Linked DNA regions of Macaca mulatta: region 1 is linked to region 2. A link is a contact called in public Hi-C data. All regions are on one chromosome and are shown on one strand. The core of a region is the stretch at or near the end of the contact, and the rest is flanking DNA. Distances in the headings are between cores, read along the strand shown.

Region 1 (3,181 bases), core at 470-2,969, 41 kb after region 2:
AAACATGTGCCTGGATGAATGTCAATGACCAGTCCTTTTTTTTTTTTTTTTTTTTTAAATTTAATGTAAGTTCTGGAATACAAATGCAGGATGTGCAATGACCAGTCTTCATGGGAAATTCTTGCTGTGTTTCTCTAAGAAATTAAAAATACTACCTTTTCCAATTCAGGACAGAAAGGACAGCTCACCCTCACTCAGTCACTGGGGGAGAGTTTAGTAGGGAGAAGAAGCAACAGAATGAGGCGATATTGGCTCAGAAATTCCTAACCACTAGGTGAGGGAAGGAAGAGGGGAGGGAGTAAACAGAAATCAGATTAGATCTTGCCCATTAGAAACTCAGTTAGGTTGGGCAGATAAGGCATAAATATGCAACAGGGTAAATTTTTTAAAAGTAAAAACTACCCTGTATAGAGTTTCTGAAGCACCTTCAAGGATATTATTTCACAAAGTTGAATCTAATTTTACCGATGAGGAAACCCTTTTCAGAAAGATAGGTGGGCTTGCCTGACACAAGCTAGGAAGTGCAGAACTGGGATTCAAAATGCCCGTAATTGCAAAACCCAGGTTCACTGTGCTACACCCGCCTCCTCTAATGGGTAGAGAGTTTGTGCAAGTCTGGAAGTGCGATGTGAACCCAGCCCTTCTTGCGCAAACTCTCCTTTGCCTTGTACCATGCACTCTTAACGTGTCTAGGGCAGAAAGTGTGGAGGTTGCAGTGGGCGCTTGCAATTCAGGGGGTGCCAAGGAGCATGCATTTGGATTTGGATCTTGGTGCATCCTCACTTAGCACAGCTCTGGTTGGCGGATGTCCTGGTGGTGGTCACTGCACTGAAGACAGAAACCCAGCCTACAGTCTTGCTAGTAACTTGTACTGGTTACATCTACATGCTCCAGGCTCTACTCACTGGTGACGGAGGGACCCCCCGTTCTGTGGCATTAGTGGTACTGGTTAACAGTGATGAATGCCTTTCTGACAATAAAGCACTTTTAGAGGTATTATTTCATTAGATGCTCATAATGTTTCTGTGAAGGGGAGGCTAGGCAGGTATCATCGCTCCTAAATGCATGTGGCACAGGCTCTGAAAGGCAGACCTCTCTGTGAAGCTGTGCAAGAAGAAACTGACAATTTTCAGACTGGGCCAAGTCTTCCCTGATTGTAGCTCTACAACCATGCATTGCTTCTGAGTAAATCTGACAACTTTAATTCTCCTCTGGGCTCCAGGTCTTATGTGCCTGTAGGGGGCGATCGAGGTTCTTTCTGCGTGGCTGCTCTGGAAACCTTGTTCCTCCTGAACCCTTTGAATTTAGCACTCTTACAGCATATAATCTCACTGGATTTTAAGGATTTTCTGTGTCTCCCCTCATATCTTCTTCTGCCTCCACTAGCCTAGGCTTTTCCAGATCAGGACTGTTCTATTTGGTTTTGACATTCAGTGCAATGCATGGCCCATAGTAGGAGCTCAGTAAATGCTTGTTGGATTGAATTATATACAAAGGAAACTGGCCATTGCCTTCTCTTGCTCCCCTTAGAGCATGGGAAAATAAACTTTTTTCCTGGTACATCCAAATGAATGAAGTCGAAGGCTGGGCGTGGTGGCTCACACCTGTAATCCCAGCACTTTGGGAGGCCAAGGTAGGTTATCACTTGAGACCAGGAGTTCGAGATCAGCCTGGCCAACATGGCGAAACCCCATCTCTACTAAAAACATCAAAAAATTAGCCAGACCTGGTGGCTCACACCTGTAATCCCAGCTACTCAGGAGGCTGAGGTGGGAGTATCATTTGAACCTGGGAGGTGGAGGTTGCAGTGAGCCAAGATTGTGTCATTGCACTCCAGTCTGGGCAACAGAGCAAGACCCGGTCCCCAAAACAACAACAAAAAATCTCGAAGGAAGTTAAAGGTGGCAGAACTGAAGACCCATGCCGTGTCCTCATATGGCCACAAGGTGGCAGTGTGACCTCATGGGAACCTTGCCTCCTGCACCTATTGGCTCCAGCCACCTGTTACTCCATGGTATCTAGCCATTGATTCCTTCTAGATACCTGTTTGGGGAATTGCCTCTGCAAAGTCAGTCAGAGAAATCTTGGCTTCCAGCCTCCTCTAAAAACTGGGTGGTGTGGTGGAAAGCCTTGGTCTTTGGAATCTACCAGGCCTGGATTCCAACCTTGGCTCTGCCTTTTCTCAGAAACTTAGCCTTGGGCATGCTACTTCCCTGAGCCTCAGCTTCCTCATCCTGTAAAATGGCAAATGTACAGTTAGGAAAAACCCAACATACCATGGGCCATAGCATGAATGTATGCCAGCTTTCTTGTTGGAAATGCTCATTTGCCCTTCCCTGCCCCCTGCAAGCTGGCTCCATCGTGGCCATCTGATCTTATTTGCAAGCTTCAGACACTTTCTAGCAGGTTCTTAGGCCTCCCTGCTGTATCACCCCAGCTCCACTCCATCTCAGTCAGTCAGCACCTGCTTGCCACATTCCCCTCTGCCTGCATGCCTTCCCTCTGCCTGTCCATTTCCTTCCCAGCCTGTCTCTTGGACACCCCAGCCCTCTGAATGTCCAAAGCAGCTGGAGTGTAGACCATATAGGGCTCTTCTTGACTTCCCATGAAGATGCTAAATCTATGAGTGTCGTTGTCTGAATTATTTTGGCACCTGTGCTTGCACTTAGCAGACAATTGGTGATAAAAATGACAGCTATTAGTGAGCATATATGTCAGACACTCTGTGAGGTGCTTTGTGGAAATATTTCACTTAATCCTCACAACAAATATGTGAAACAGAAGCCATTATCCATCCCCACTTTACAAAGGAAGGGTAGATCAGGATGATTTTGGCTCCAGGCAATAAAAAATTTCACGAAAAGCAGCTTAAACAGTAAGAAGAGTTTATTATCTTGTCAAAAATAAGTCCTGAGGGATCCCTGGTGATGTCAGCAAGGATCCAGGTAGTTGCCATCTCTCCTGGTTGCCTTCCTTGGTGCATTGGTTTATCCTCTTAGGCCCCCCTTACTGGTAATGATGTGACTGTCATGGTCCCAGGTGCCATATACAGGAGAGAGATGTAGGTTTCTTGTGCTCCCTTTAAGAAGCCTCTTAGCAGATTTCTTACAAGGTTCTTGGCCAGTTGGGTTGTAGGCTCGTTCCCAAGCCAGTCACTAGCAAAGGGACTGGAATTAATGAG
Region 2 (3,154 bases), core at 210-2,709:
CAGACAGAAGAGAATCCCTGTGCTTTGGGCTCCTAGGAAGGTGTCTGCCATCCTCTCTGTGCCACTGGTATCTGTCTTCTTCCCCACCAGATTAACACCATCCACCGCTGCAGGGCTCAGCATGGCGCTGAGCAGATGCTGCTTGAGAAGAGCAAATGTTCGTGTCCGGGAAACCATGTCTCTCCTTGGTCCACAGAGCCCTGCCTGCCCCAGGAAAGGACAGCGTTGGGAGGGTAAGTCCCGCCCCTCACTCCTCCCCCTCATTCCTGCCTCCACAAGCATCTTCTGGGAAAGGTGAATGAGGGAAGAGACATTGGCACTTGTGCCTTACCTACCTAAGTTCTATCCCCAAGGGCCCCTTCCGGAGGTGCTGTCTTCTTTCTGGAGTTTTGGGGGACCTCTCAGGGGGAATGTGTGGCCATAGGTCAAGCCTCATTCTCTAACTGGCCTCACCAAGACTTAAGCTGAGGTTTTGTGTTCACCTGTCTGGGTCGCCTGCCATTTCTCAACTGTTCTGTCAGTCAGAGGTGGGAGGAGGTCAGCAGGGATGCACTTGGTCATCTCGAACCCCATTAGAATGTGTGTGGAGGCCTCCTGGCAGCTTCTATGCAGGGTCCAGCTAGATCCCTGGGCTTTTCCTGAGATACACGGGGCTAACCCACTTCTTACGGATTAATTTTTCCACATCGGAAATCAGAAGCCATTCCCCAGGGCCTCCCCTTCAGTTTCATTATCTCCTCTGACTCTGCCCACAACCTTTGAAAAACTCTCACTGTTCTTCCCACGGAGAGAGAGGTGCAAGGCTTGCTCAGCCTCACGCAGCCAATCCGTGGCAAAGGATGGCGGGAATTATGGCGGCCCAAATCTCAACCCATCCTCTTGCCACCCTGTATCCTTTTTAGTTTTTTTACATGAAAACATGTTCAAAGGTATAATTAGTAAAGTGCTCCTGACACAATAATACGTCTTTACTGAAAAACAATAAATTAATGAGAAAAGAGATGCAAAAAACCTCAGAGGAAAATGTTGAAGTTAGGGAAATATTTAATACGCCCGCCTTTGGCTCACACCTTTTCCTGGGACGATTCCAGCTCCCCCGCGAGGTCTCATCTAGCTGGACACCTACCAGCCATCCCTCTCCTTGGAAATACACCCTTCTCCCAATTTCGCTGACGCTGAGAGGCCCAGACAATTGGAGAGGAGTGGATTTTCCATCTGAATTAAGCAGCTCCTTTGACACGCCTCCCCTCTCCCTTTGCATGGCCTTGGTTAAGAACTAGGATTTCCTCGTCCTCGCTCCTTGTCCCCCAGGCAGCAGCCCCCAGACTACTCCGCGATCCTCCCAGCTCCCGGCACCGGGCGTCCTCCCCTTTAAGGACCGCCCTTCCCCCACACCACGCCTCCCCAGGCCACGCCCCCCTCCCCTCCCCTTTAAGGACCGGCCCCGGACGCAGACGAGGCTGTGACGCGGCCGCCGGCCCGGGGCTGGGTACTTTGTCGCGCGGCCGCTTCCCCCCGGCCGGGCCCCCGCCGCCCCGCGGTCCCCAGAGCGCCAGGCCCCCGGGGGGAGGGAGGGAGGGAGGGAGGGCGCCCGGCCGGTGGGCGCCAGCGGCGAGCGGCGGGACCCACGGAGCCCCGCGACCCGCCGAGCCTGGAGCCGGGCCGGGTCGGGGAAGCCGGCTCCAGCTCGGAGCGAACTTCGCAGCCGGTCGGGGGGCGGCGGGGAGGGGGCCCGGAGCCGGAGGAGGGGGCGGCCGCGGGCACCCTCGCCCGTATCCCCGAGCCCCCGGGCACCATGCTGTCCAACTCCCAGGGCCAGAGCCCGCCGGTGCCCTTCCCCGCCCCGGCCCCGCCGCCGCAGCCCCCCGCCCCTGCCCCTGCCCCGCCGCACCCCCCGGCGCAGCCGCCGCCGCCGCCCCCGCAGCAGTTCCCGCAGTTCCATGTCAAGTCCGGCCTGCAGATCAAGAAGAACGCCATCATCGATGACTACAAGGTCACCAGCCAGGTCCTGGGGCTGGGCATCAACGGGAAAGTTTTGCAGATCTTCAACAAGAGGACCCAGGAGAAATTCGCCCTCAAAGTAGGTCTGGGGCCCGGGGAGGGGAGGCGGGGCCGGCCCCGGGCCCTGGAGCTCCCCAGCGTCGGGTTCCCGTCCCGGCCTGGGTCGCGGCGCTGGCGGAGGGGTGGCCGCGGCGGGGCGGGGCGGCCGGGCCGGGGGTGCCGAGTGCGGGGCGGGCGGCGGGTCCCAGCGCCCTCGCCACCCTGACCGCTTCCGGCCGCTCCCGGGCGGGAGCCCTGGAACCCGCTCCGGGGACTCAGGGGACCCTGCCATTTTGGGGTTTGAGCGGAATCCAGCCGAGTCGGAACGGTTGGCCTCGGGACTTCTGCTAATTTCACTCCATCTCAAGGAAGTGATTTTGGGGGGGGTGGTTCCCCGTCCTCTCCTCCCTCCTTTTTCTCTCTCTGCGGGCACAAAAGGCCCATTACTCATTGAGCCGGTTGGTCGGTTGGTTTGGAGAAGTCGGATCGCAGAGGTTTATTTAGCCTCGCTCCTTATTTGGGAGCCGGAATGTGTGATTTCACTTCCCCGAGCCTCGGGAGGGCATCCGGGCCGCCTTGGGGCGCGCCAGCCAGGAGGTGTGCTGAGGCAGGGTCCTGGGCGTCCCCCGGCTGCGGGGGCGGGATTGTTTGGATCCCGGAGCTGGCCCCGTCCCACCCCCGCGCGGGGCGGCTCCGGGGAGAGGCCGGCGGTGTCCGCGGCCCGGCTGATGATTGTGAACTGAGTCTGTAACCCGCGGCCGGACCCGTGCTGATTCCGACTCCCGGAGAGGGCCACTTGCTGTCCTGGACTCGCGCGGTGATGGGCAGTCTGAGGAAACATTATCCTTGAGCCGGGGAAGCCCATCCCTTTTCTTTCTTTAAGGGGTGTGGTGGTGGGGAGAATAAGGATTCAAGTGAGAAAATCGACTTCAGAAGTTAAACAGAATGGAGTGGGAGGTCTCTGGAGATGGGTGGGTCCCCAGTGAAGTGTGAGCCGGTCTTGCAGGGACACCAACAAGGTTTTCCTCTCACAGGGGTTTCAGGTCAAACCAATCTCTAAAGGTGACATTTCAGGTTTGTTTCCCCTGGGGTGTCTCAATGATTGGAGGAGGAG

What was found. Hi-C and Micro-C count contacts between places; a contact is called where the count stands out from the background.
Region 1: a Hi-C map of CD4 T cells shows a contact between it and region 2, with 2.0 times the contacts expected there. The contact joins the enhancer-like site here to the promoter of MAPKAPK2 in region 2. A contact is called at or near these places in 5 of 14 Hi-C or Micro-C datasets (CD4 T cells, blood, cortical neurons and 2 more).

Annotation. Positions count from the first base shown.
Region 1 is chr1:64,469,367-64,472,547 of T2T-MMU8v2.0, forward strand. The region is part of intron 1 of MAPKAPK2 (MAPK activated protein kinase 2); the gene reads left to right. Among named protein-coding and RNA genes, the nearest start is that of MAPKAPK2, 41 kb to the left of the region's middle. Within about 2 kb of position 1,720, at least 1 of the 40 cell types and tissues checked has an H3K27ac peak or open chromatin away from gene starts, as enhancers often do. A contact at or near this core is called in CD4 T cells, where this site is marked.
Region 2 is chr1:64,428,615-64,431,768 of T2T-MMU8v2.0, forward strand. MAPKAPK2 (MAPK activated protein kinase 2) reads left to right here and starts at 1,460. Exons shown (of 10, transcript XM_078004832.1): 1 at 1,460-2,080. The coding sequence starts at 1,796.